Linked DNA regions of Sus scrofa: all the other regions are linked to region 1. Evidence: chromatin contacts called from public Hi-C and promoter capture Hi-C data. All regions are on one chromosome and are shown on one strand. The core of a region is the stretch at or near the end of the contact, and the rest is flanking DNA. Distances in the headings are between cores, read along the strand shown.

Evidence for each region. Promoter capture Hi-C pulls out the DNA fragments that hold promoters and counts their contacts. A called contact is a pair of places that touch in the nucleus more often than the background predicts.
Region 2: a contact with region 1 is called in a Hi-C map of brain, with 4 times the contacts expected there. The contact joins the promoter of BLMH here to the promoter of CPD in region 1. A contact is called at or near these places in 5 of 47 Hi-C or Micro-C datasets (brain, embryonic fibroblasts, heart right ventricle and 2 more) and 1 of 2 datasets of contacts at active chromatin or transcription factors (alveolar macrophages).
Region 3: a contact with region 1 is called in a promoter capture Hi-C map of liver, with 2.2 times the contacts expected there. The contact joins the promoter of GOSR1 here to the promoter of CPD in region 1. A contact is called at or near these places in 3 of 5 promoter capture datasets (fetal liver, fetal skeletal muscle and liver), 2 of 47 Hi-C or Micro-C datasets (embryonic fibroblasts and epiblast stem cells) and 1 of 2 datasets of contacts at active chromatin or transcription factors (alveolar macrophages).

Annotation. Positions count from the first base shown.
Region 1 is chr12:46,460,550-46,464,716 of Sscrofa11.1, reverse strand. It overlaps CPD (carboxypeptidase D), which reads right to left and starts at 2,514. Exons shown (of 21, transcript XM_003131786.4): 1 at 1,677-2,514. The coding sequence starts at 2,410.
Region 2 is chr12:46,392,092-46,395,859 of Sscrofa11.1, reverse strand. BLMH (bleomycin hydrolase) reads left to right here and starts at 2,218. Exons shown (of 13, transcript XM_021067523.1): 1 at 2,218-2,752; 2 at 3,078-3,275. The coding sequence starts at 2,740. It overlaps LOC106505486 (a long non-coding RNA gene), which reads right to left and starts at 2,218. Exons shown (of 3, transcript XR_002337293.1): 1 at 1,716-2,218.
Region 3 is chr12:46,539,413-46,543,435 of Sscrofa11.1, reverse strand. It overlaps GOSR1 (Golgi SNAP receptor complex member 1), which reads right to left and starts at 2,312. Exons shown (of 9, transcript XM_003131787.5): 1 at 2,156-2,312. The coding sequence starts at 2,186.

The DNA of each region.
Region 1 (4,167 bases), core at 1,265-3,764:
TGAATTTTTCAAGGTCTGCTATATACACTGAAACCTTGTAAAAAAAAAAAAAAAAAAAAAAAGATGATTGCAAATCCTACAGGGAAACTTCTTTACCTGTTATTGCTTTTATCTTATCTGTCACTCAGAAATCCTCAAATCAGGGTGGAAAGATGAATTGCTTCACAAGCCTTATTAAGATACAAAAATGGGGATATGCTGGTAAGGCTGATGCTTGAAAACGGAAAGAAGTGTAGGCTCACTTCAGACTTTTTTCCATCTGAAGAAAGCTCCCTCTTCTTTTATTCCTCGCCTCCTCTTTTTTGCTGAAAATCCAACCCATCTCTCAAGACTCATTTCAAGTTCTACCTCTGCCACAGAGATGACCCATATTATTGCAGCTCACACAGATTTTGCCAGTAGGAACGATTCATGTAAAGTCTAACTGGATACATAAACACATCTTGTATATATTTAAAATATTTTGTTATACAGCAATTTCGAGGGTCTTATGCTCCCTTCAATCTTTATTTTATTTATTTATTTATTTACCTTTTTAGGGCCACACTTGCAGCATATGCTGGTTCCCAGGCTAGGGGTTGAATCGGAGCTGCACCCACTGGCCTACTCCACAGCCACAGCAACATCAGATCTGAGCTGCGACTGCGACCTACACCACAGCTAAGGCAACACTGGATCCTTAACCCACTGAGTGAGGCCAGGGATGGAATCTGTGTCCTCATGGATGCTAGTTAGATCCGTTTCCGCAGCCACGACAGACACTCCTTTTAATTTTTAAATCCCACATAGCTGAATAATACTTAAGGTATGTCTTAAGTGTGACAATTAACCATTCAGCCCTGACCCACTTAAAAAAAAAAAAAAAAGTGCTCAAATGGCATCAGAAACCCTTCACAGCCTAAAATGAAGCCACTTACAGATGAAAATACCAGATCTGAACAAGTTTGCCAGCCATATCCACATGCTGCATAGCTATGTCAGAGGTAAAGACGGGAAGAGCATCAGTATCTGTCAAATAACCAAGAGGAAGACCCCAGAAACCATCATCTGTCACTTTCAGGGTACAGTCTCCCTCCACTGCTGCTAAGAGTACTAAGAAGCAGAAGGTTGGAGGCTAAGTCTCAGCTACACTCCTTAACTCTGTAAAATACTTACAATCTGACTCTCGACTTCCCCATATGCAAAATAATGATGTTAATACCGTCTACCCCATCAGGTTGTGGCCAACATAAGCTGAGCTCATGCAGTCCATGAAACGGGCTTAGCAAACTGCCTTGGTCATAAAATAATTGCAATATTGTCGACTAATCTACAAAATAAGTGAGCTGACCTAGGTCATCCTTAAGGTCTACCTCATATTCTACGGTCCTGTGGGACTAGGGACCAGAATGCCAAGGTGTCTCCTCTCCAGGCAAACAGCGCTCTCTGCATTCTTTGAACAAATGACAGCCTCGAGGCAGCGCTTCTCGGACAATTAGCGGGACAGGAGGCTAAGCGGCCTGGGCCCTTTCCCCGTTATGGAGTGTCGCCCGCTGCCCTCACTACCCCAGTTCCTTAGGCCTGCAGGCTCTGTTTGAGCGCCTACTGAGTCCCAAATCCAGACTCCGCCGGTGGAGGAGGCTCACGTGGAGGGTGGGTGGCGACAAGGAGGGCGGTGGAGAGAGGACAACACTCACTTGTTCCTGCGGATCCACTCGATCAGGGCGCGCACCTCAGGCACGTCGTCCAGGGACGGGGGTTCGCCCGTGCTGAACTGGTCCGGGAAGCTGCGGTTGAGGTCGCGGCCGCGGCTATTGTCACGGCCGCTGGCCCCGGGAGGGCCGCTGTCGCTGAGACCGCAGTCACCCTCGCGGGCGCGCTCGAAGCCGTCGGGGTTGAGGCTGGGCAGCACATACACATCGGTGGTGTTGAGCAGGCGGACCAGGCGCGGGTCCCCACGGCGGTAGCCAGCCGCCAGCTCGCGGGCCAGGTAGATGAGCACCTGGCGGGACACGGTCTCGTCGCCGTGCATATTGCCCACTAGCTTCACCTGAGGCCGGCCGGGCAGGAGCGGCCCCGCCGCGTCGAGCCCCGTGTCGCCGTCAGGAGGCGGCGGCCCCAGGCCGGCCGTGAGGCGCAGCACCCAGAGCGGCCGACCCTCCACCGAGCTGCCGATGCTGAAGAGGCGAGCCAGGCCCGGGGGCCCGGCAGCCGCCGCCTCCCTCAGCACGGAGCCCAGCTCCTCTTCGTGGTAGTAGCGGTCGAACTGGCCCTCGTCCGCCTCGGCGCCCGCGCTTGTCGTTGTCGTCGTGGCCTCCGCCTTCTTGATGTGTGCTGCCTGGACCGGGCTCCGCAGCAGCAGCAGCAGGCACATAAGCAGCGGGAGGCGCCCCCGCCGCCAGGGTGGCCGCGCGTCCCAGCCGCTCGCCATCTTCCAGCAGCGCCGCTAACCCCGGCTCCGTTCCCGCAACTCGGCGCTCCGGGCGGCGGAGGCCCGCCGGATCCCCTCCGCTCCTAGCAACCCCATCCCGCCCTCCAGCCGCAGCCAATCGCCAACCGGTCTGCTGCGGCGTCACGCCGGGGGGCGGGGCTGTCCTTAAAGCAGCCGATTCCCTCTGGGTGTGCCTTCCTTCTGTCCGGGAAGAGTTCGGTCACTCTTTTCCGTCGTCAAGGTTCCTGTCGCTCTTATTCTCTCCTCCCCGTTTCCTCTTCTGCGTTTGCTCCGTTTTTCCTCTACTCGCTCAGTCTCTTCTTTTTGGCTTACCCCTTAAATTCTCACCCCCTTTTCTCGGAGTACTCTTCCTAGCCTCCTTCCCATCTTTGTTGCAGCTTTTCCCAGCTGCGCTTTAACGCTTAGAACAGAGAATCGAAAGAATCAGAAGGTTCGAAAGAATCAAAGGACACACACACACACACACACACAAAATCAAAAGGTTCGAAAGAATCTACCCTAGAAGAGCCAGAGGACGCCTCAGCCCTTTCTACCGGAGTTGTCCTGCCTCGGCTAGAGCCAGCGCCCCGCCAGCAATTGAAGAGACTAGGACACTTGGAGTGGCACAGGGCTCACAATCTCATTCCAGTGTTTAGATTCTTTGTTAAAAGAAGGTGTTTCCTTTATGTTTAGTGGAAATCTGCTATGTCGTAGGGTCCCTTTGTGTTAATGGATGTACTTCGTTGGTGTTACCCAGGTTATTTCACTGCCACTGGTTCCTGTGTGTGCTGGTCTCAAAAGCCCTGTAGGCAGTTTTCATTTCATGGTTCACTTACCCACCTCTCACACCTCTCCTGGGTGAGTTACTTGAACTGTGCCCTTAGAATGACATTTTAAAAGCAGCAGGTATAACATTTCTGGAAACACTTGCTTGGTGAGTATAATTCCTAAACACCTCAAAGCTGGCAAATACAGTGGTTTATCATCTTAGAGAAGAGCCCTTTAAACTGGTCTTTAAAGTAGGCTTTAGTCACTTAAGCTTGAAGAAACATGAAACCTCACAACCCTTTTTATCAAGTGTGAATTCTACCCATCAAAGAACATAATTGCAATAACTGTTGTAGTTTCTTATTTCTGAGCCAAGTGTTTCAAATGTTCTTCCTTGAACTATGATTGAACCCTAATATAAACAGTAAAGAGTTCATTCATTCATTTATCAAATATTTATTGAGCAACTGCTGTGTGCCAGAGGTAAATACCAATAAGCAATTCCTTCTGCTCAGTTAGAGATTGGATACAGTTTGTGATCAGTGGTACAACAGGGATATGGGGGCCCAGGTGAGGGAAACCTCATTCAACCCAAGAAGGAGTAAGAGAGAAGGTGAGAAACTGGGAGAAAAAGGGAAGAATTCTGGGCAGAAGGAGGAGCAAGCACTGAAGGCTGCAAGGCTTGAGAACGAATAAAACTGCACATTCTGGGGGCTGCATGTGGATCAGGATTGTAAAGGAGCTCACAGATGTGAAGGACACAAGCTAGAGAAGCAGGACCAGAACCCGAACAGCCTTGCAAGCCAGGCTCTGGGGAGCATTTGCTCCCTAAGTCCCTGGTGGATTTTAAGCTAGTTTGGAAAAATCCTTCTAACAGTAACATGGAGAATGGAGTGGATTGCCTAAATCTTGAGACCAAGAACTTGTAATGAAGATATAATCCAAGAAAACACGATGAGCCTCTGAACCCTTGAGGGCAGTGCCAGTGG
Region 2 (3,768 bases), core at 969-3,468, 69 kb after region 1:
TATCCCCGTATGGCATCCTTGTAACAAGAAGTAAAATGCACACCATACTGGCTGGGTTCAGCCCTGGGCCAGGGTGCATGGCTTGGCAAGCAAAGCTTAGAATGGACATCAGGGCCCATTCACCCCACTCAGCCTGGTACCTCTGTGCCATAAACACACTGTACAGCTGCATGCTGCTGCCCAGAGAACAATTCTTGGTCCTTATCTCTTTTGCGTTTTTCTCTTTCCCTCTACAACCTTGTTGACTTTCAAGGTTTTAAGACCTACATGTCTTAAACAGTTCTAGACATCTTTTCATCTGCCTCCTGAACTTCTCTTTCTGGGTGTCCTGCGGGTACCCCAAACTTACCAAGGCCCAAACTAAATTCATTATCTGTTCACCTGCACATTCCCAGATATGTCTATTTTTCTGTGTTCCTTCTCTTGGTTAATAATACCACTATCCACCCACTCATTCCAGGAAAAACTTCCAAATTATCTGTGCCTCTTCTTCCAGTTTAAAGCTTTTGTCACCTCTCAAGTGCACTATAGGATTAGCCTTCTAGTTCTATCTCTCCCCACTGCTGTTCTGTTTCTTTTTTTTACATGGAAATGAGCACACTGCTCCCTTGCTCAAAAAAGCTATTTGGGCTTCTAATTAACCATAGGATAAAATCTAGATGCTCTAGGCACGGCATGTAAAATCCTTCATATCTTGGCCAAAGCCTACCTTTCCAGTCCTATACCTTCCCTCTGATCTCAACAACTTCCCTGTTCTTAACCACATCAGACTGTGGTTTCTTGAACATGATTTTGCCACGTGCTTTAACGCCTCAGTGCCTTTGCTGGTGCCTTGCACACCCTCCCTCTGGTTTTTGCCTTGTAAAATCACATCAGCCACTCTTAAAGCCTATGCTGTGACCTCTTTATTCAGGTGCCTCTAGTCCTGATTAATCACCCCTTCCTCACTGCTTTTACAGCTCTGTTGGTATGTTAGTATAGTCTAAAAGCTGTATCCCATTTTTCCCACTACACTGTCTGTTTCTTAAGGGCAAATTTAAGCTTGCTGGTCTCCGGATCATCAGCAGCTTGTCCAGTGCCCTTACATGGTAGACACTGAATAAAATTTCATGAGTTGAATTGGGCAGATGCTTGAACATTATTTTATGAAAGGACCAAGGATTTCTTTCAGCATAACTTTTAGCCTGTTCCTTTTCTTCAGACATAAGAAAAATCTCAGAATGGGACAACTGATGGGCCCTGCTGGAGAAAGTTTCTATGACATATCCCCAAACTTCAGTTAGGTTTCTCTATAGGGACAAAGTAACTGTGATTTCTAAAAAGACTAACTGGTGTCTGAGTATGGATTTTTCCAGATACTAGAGTCTTTAGAACCAGAGATTATTTTCAATCTAGGACCTAGATTATAGGTTCCACAGAAGACTCTCACTGTTCCAAGTAGCAGAATCAGACTTTTCAGCAGTAGGCAGTTATCACCTGTGGGTCCCACCCCAATATCCCTGTAAGGTTTGAGATTTCAGAGCGTGAAAAACAATATAAAAAGGCTTCACTATCTCAAAACCTGACTAAATGTCTGAGTTATCCTGAAAGCCTGAGAAGGGGGATGCCTCTCATTTGCAGGTTTTGCAGAGGCATGAGCAAAACAGTCTGGGTGTACAAGACTGACTTCTGTCATTTCCCTTAGTTAAACCCCGGTCTAGGTAAGAAACACTCACCTACTTCATAAAGCCCAGGATGGCTAACTTCCTTGAAATGGGTAATTGCATATTTGTAGAACCGTGGTAGCTTCTGAGTGGGTAAGAACAAGCTTGATTCCCAATCGCCTCCAAACACAAAAACTTGGTTCTGACTAGAATCCCAACAAGTTGCCACTGAAAGTGAGCGATGTCTAGAATTCTAGCAACAAGTGGCCATTGAAAGTGCAGTGACTGACATCTTAAATCAACTATACTTCAATAAAACTTTAAAAAAATGAAAAAAAAATACTTTGCTGTACAGCAGAAAATAGCACAACCTTGTGAATCAACTATAGGTGAATACAATTTTAAGAAATGAAAAAAAAAAAAAAGTGCAGTGACTGGTAGGCACAGGACGCGTATCAGAAGAGCCCTTGGGTTCATCTTTTTGTGACCAGTCAACCTATCCTAAGTCAGGGGCTTAATTTTGCGGCCTTTCACGCCGCTGTACGGCCTGGAGCCCCCTCATGGCTTCTGAAAAGGCTTTACAGGGTCAAGTCCACAGACTAGCGTATTCAGCCTCGGGGCCCAGCACAGGACGCCTTCGGGTTCCCGCTTGGTCCCCGGAGGGCGCCCCGGTGGCCTGGGAGCGTCATCACGGCTTGCGGAGGACGCCCGCGCCACGCGGACGGAGGCGCTGCAGCGGGGAGCTGAGGAAGGCGGCAGCGGCGTGGGCGGGAGCCAGGAGGGAAGCCGCTCCGGGCGGGGTGAGGGGGGCGCAGGCGGCCCCGGGCGCCTCGGCGGGCCCGCCCCCTCGGCCCTCCCCCGGGCGGGGCCAGCCCCGACGGCGCTGACTCAGCAACGCGTGGGGGGAGTTTTGTCCCTCCGCGGACCCCGTTTCCCTCGCCCTCAGCCCTCCGCCGCCACCGAGCCGGTTTCCTCTTTCCGGCGCCCCGGGTGCGAGAGGCTGGTCCAGCCGCTTGGGTTAGCGAGTCGCTCTGCTGTCCGGCTCTTGTCTGAGGACCCCGAAACTACCGTTCCCCGGCCAGGCAGCGTGGGCGCCATGAACGAAGCAGGTGAGGCGCCGCTCTTCCACGCCGAGGCTCTTCCACGCCGAGGCTCTGCCGGCTGCCCTCTGGGGGCTCAGCTGCGCCCCATAGGCCCGGCGGCGGGGAAGGGCCGGGGCTGGGGCCGGGGGCGATGGCGGGGATGGAGCTTTCTGGGCGGGCTGGAGCGGCCCGGAGGAAGGCAGCATCTTGGGCTAGGACCCCGGTGAAGGGCTTCTCTCTTGCTGTGGTCACCTCAGGATGCTCTTACCAAGTTAGAGCCGGAGTGTGGGAGTCCCGCACAGTCTCCTCAGCCTCTTTTTGATGTTATAATCCCTTTGGGTCTTCCGAGCAGGACTGAATTCGGAGAAGGTAGCTGCTCTGCTTCAGAAACTGAATTCCGACCCCCAGTTCGTACTGGCCCAGAATGTCGGCACCACCCACGATCTGCTGGACATCTGTCTGAAGAGGGCCACGGTCCAGGGTACTCAGCATGTGTTCCAGCACACGGTGCATCAGGAGGGCAAGCCAGTCACCAACCAGAAGAGCTCAGGTGAGAGCTTCAGACTTCTTGCACACTTGCCTTGACTTTCTTGACAGCCTCCCTTTGTGGTGTCTTAGTTAAGAATGGCCTTAGGGGAAGCAGAGTTTTGGATTGAAAGAACCTGTGGTAAGTTCTTAGAGAGCAGCCACAGGTACAGGCAGGATCAAGAACATTACCTTGTGACTTGTTTTGGTGCTCCGTGCTTCTTAGTGTAATTTGAGCACTAGAGTGACTGACTAGTCCACGGTCATTTGACTGAATGCAATGCAGTATGTTCTTTTTGAAGTTGTGTGATTGCAGCCCCATGTCTTTGTGATACATGTTCTTGGTACAGAACAAACCATACAGAAATATTCATACCCTAGTGGACTCCCCCATGTTGCCCTGAAAGTCATGGGCAAATGTATGGGATGGAAAAGACACCAAGAAATAGCATCAATATGTCATCAGATGTTATGTTTAAATATGCCTGTGTGCTAATGGGCTCACTTCCCACCAACAG
Region 3 (4,023 bases), core at 1,063-3,562, 79 kb before region 1:
GGATCCTTAACCCACTGAGCAAGGCCAGGGATCGAACCGCAACCTCATGGTTCCTAGTCGGATTCGTTAGTCACTGCGCCACGACGGGAACTCCATGAAATTGTTAATAGTAGAGTGAGTAAGTGAGTGTAAAGAAAAATAATCATTGACAAAGATTTTAAAAATTGTTTTTCAATAAGCTTGCTAAGGAGTTCCTGCTGTGGTGCAGCAGGTGAGGGATCTGGCATTGTCTCTGTGGCAGCATGGGTTTGAAACCCGTCCTGGCATGGTGGGATCTGGTACTGCCACAGCTGTGGTACAGGTCATAGCTGTGGCTCAGATTCGACCCCTGGCCCGGGAACTTCCATACGCTGTTAAGGTGGCCAAAAAAAAAAAAAAAAGAAAAAGAAAAGAAAAAGCTTGCTGAAAGATATTTGGAGAGGCTAAATTTAACAGTAAACAATGTACTCCAACAAAGTCAAATATGACAGAAATAAGAACCTAAGTTTTAAAAGAAGAGAAGCAAACAAGCATGCAGAGGAACTGGTGTAATAATAGTTTGGCATCTAGGTGGCTGAGTGAAGCCAGTCTGTTAACACATATCTAGATGTGTGTACTCTCATTCACGGTGAAGCAGAAGTCAAAATAAAAGGGCTGAAATACTGAAGGCATAGCATAAAGATCTCACCTTTCAGGGATAAGGAATATTAAACACTATTCCAATAATATCATCAGCAACAAGAAGCACGAAGCAGCGCGCAGGAAATACAGTGGAGCACATTCTCCAAGAGATCAAACCTCAGAATCTCAGCTCAGCCTGAAGTTCTGAGGTTCTAAGAACTGGCTCTGAGATTTATTCACAATCTACTTAACCTATGAATCTCTGCTTTTTGCTTTTCAAACCCCTACCTTCAGGGTTTTCCTATGCGTTAGTAATCATGTGCTTAAAGCACCTGGCACAGAGTAGACTGTCAATAAGCTGCTATAATTCCTTTAGCATGACACTTCCAAAAAGTCAGCCCAACGACTTATACTAAAGCTAACCAACAGACACTTCTACATAATTTTAAAGTATTTTCTAGCTAGCACATACACATTTCAAATAAGCCTTTTAATACGTTTTAAACTATAAGCATGCTTCTCTGTAATCAGGAACTGTCTTCTCTAGCAGAAAACGTCAAGTAAAAGCATTCTCAAAGTATGACGAGCAGGTATGGATGAACTCAGAATTAACTATTTTAGATTAAGTGGCCGACAGTGACAATACTGCCATTTGTGGTGGTTTCCAGAGGTTTCAGTGGGTAGCAAGAGGAAACTGGTTAAAATGGAAAAGGATTCAAAAGAGTTCTATTTTGCAGTAAAGCAGAGACAACTGAAAGAAAAAGGTGCGCCTTTTCTGATCTTTGTTCATCATCATGGTCCAGGAACGAGTTTTACATGAACTTACTTTATCGAACCGTAATTTCAGGAATTAAATAAACGTACTGGTCAAATCACGCGATGCTTTTTGATAGAAGAGATACAGCAATAGTGCAATAATTATAATTAAATGCAATAATTACAAGTCACACTGGTTCTCTCAACTTTCTCTTTTTAACAAAACCGATCTCCAGAACGGAGGGTGGTTATTTCCTCTGCCTTCCAATGCGACTCGACACCCAGTCCTCGAAGTCCCAGCCTGAAGCTGCCAAGGAGGAAGACATTCCGCTCACACAGCTTCCTTCGATGGACCGGCCTGACAAGTTCCTCCTTTCTCTTTTCCTACTCAATTATCCAACAGTGACTCTAAGGCGCTGACTCCTCCAGCCTCCTGGGCTCGGGATATTCTCGCTCAACCCTCGTTTCCTCCCAGAGTTCATACTCCAAATCCCTCGTTCGAGTTCTGCTACCCCCTCAACCCAGCTTTCCTCCGGCGACTCAGGCCTTCTTCCTCTCGGTCCCGGCTCAGCTCTCTCCGCCCAACCACTGCTCCAGGTCCGGCTGCCGCTCAGGGCAGCCCCCTCCCCAGACCATACGGTCTCTAGAGCCCCCAGGCCCAGGGGTACCCACTAGACCAGCCCCACCCCTCAGCTCGGGCGCTCCAGAAGCCAGGCTCTTCTCTCTGCAGCGTCCCTCAAGACCTGTCTTCACTCAGTCCCTCTGCGTCTCAGCGAGACTAACCGAGGTCTCCACTCACCTTCCCAGTAATTGCTGGTTCCTGCCGCCATCTTTGTTGTCCAACGTCAGGCGGGATAGGAGAGCGGAGGCGATGCGAGCCAGAGAGTCACCTCCACGCCTTCTTCCGCCTGGCGCCAGGGCCGATGGGATACGTGAGCCTCCAGAGACACCGCCACCTGGCGGTCAATTCATTATTTTACACCTTTCTGAAAACCCATGTTTAGAATTTGACGCTCCCTGACATCTTTCTGGTGTTCACATCCGCTCTCCGCGCCCGAAACTGGCATACTCACCCTCAGCTGGACTAATTCTCTCTTTAGCAGGTACCTTCTAGGCTGAGAAGAACGTTATCCTTAGACGCAACTACCTGTTTTGTTCACCTTCTCTCAAATGTGTACCTTCAGCCAGCCTCTTTTTTTCGGGGCCAAAGGCTCTTTTCTTCCCACGACCAACCTCTTCATCCTACCTCCCCCTGTGCTCCGCTATCCCGCGTTTCTAACTTATGCCCTCTTCTCCACTGGCCGCCTTTTCCTCTGTCTAGGAGTCCCAGCCCTCTTTCCTTTCTAGCCAACAAATATATGAAGCATATTCTAACTGCTTCAACGTTCCTCATCTTGACCCCTCAACCTGCTAAAATCAGCTGTCCAGAGCCACCCTTTATAGACAGATAAATTATCCCAACCTACTTGTGTCCATTTTTCGCTAGTTCTGGTGAAGTGTAGAACCCTTTCCTCCTGCAAAGTTTTTAAAATCACACCTGCGCCTTTATTCACTACCATTTATAGTTGTCTTTAATATTTCCCCTATGTTCCCTGAGAACCACATCATATAATATTATAATCTTTGCTTTGACTGTCAAACATAGATTTTAAAAGAAGGAAAGCCATATTTTGTGTTACTGATACATTTTTTTTTACTCTTCCAATTTTTCTTTCTTCCTCCCTGATGTTCCAAGATTCCTTTTTTATCATTTTCTTTCTGTTTCAAGAACTTCCTTTAGCCATTTGTTAAAAGAGTAGATCAGCTGGAGACAAATTCTATTATTTTTTCTTCATCTGAGATGTCTTGATTTCCCTTTCCTTCCTGAAAAATATTATTGCCGGATATAGAATCTGGGGTTGACAGTTTCTTTTTTTCAGCACTTGAAAAGTGGGCTAATTCCTTCCTGCTTCTACAAGTTCTAATGAGAAATTGAATTGTTTTTCCATTATAGCTAAGAGATCGTTCTCTCTGCTTTAAAAACTTTTTTTTTTTTTTTTTTTTTAGTTTTCAGAAAGTTGATTATGGTGTGTTTTAGCATAGATTTCTTTGGTTTTATACTGTTTGGGATTTTCTCAGCTTCTTGAATCTTAGGTTTATGTCTTTTGACACATTTGGGAAAGATTTTCAGAGATTACTTCTTCTAATACTTTTTCTGCCTCTATCCTGTTATTCTTCTCTTGGGACTCCGATGATGTGAATGTTAAATCTTTTTGTTATAGTCCTACATATCCCTAAGGCACTACTAATTTGTTCAGTCTATTTTCTATTCTTTAGATTGGTAATTTCTACTGTTCTGTCTTCAAGTTCATTGATAGGCGTGTCTTTCCTCTGTCCCCTCCATTCTGCTGTCAAGCCCATTCACTGAGTTTTTAATTATTGTATTTTTCAGATTAAAAATATCCATTTGGTTCCTCATTATCTCTTCTTTTTTTTATTTTATTTTTTTGTCTTTTGTTGTTGTTGTTGTTATCGTTGTTGTTGTTGTTGCTATTTCTTGGGCTGCTCTCGCGGCATATGGAGGTTCCCAGGCTAGGGGTTGAATCGGAGCTGTAGCCACTGGCCTACGCCAGAGCTACAGTAACGCGGATCCGAGCCGTGTCTGCAACCTACACCACAGCTCACAGC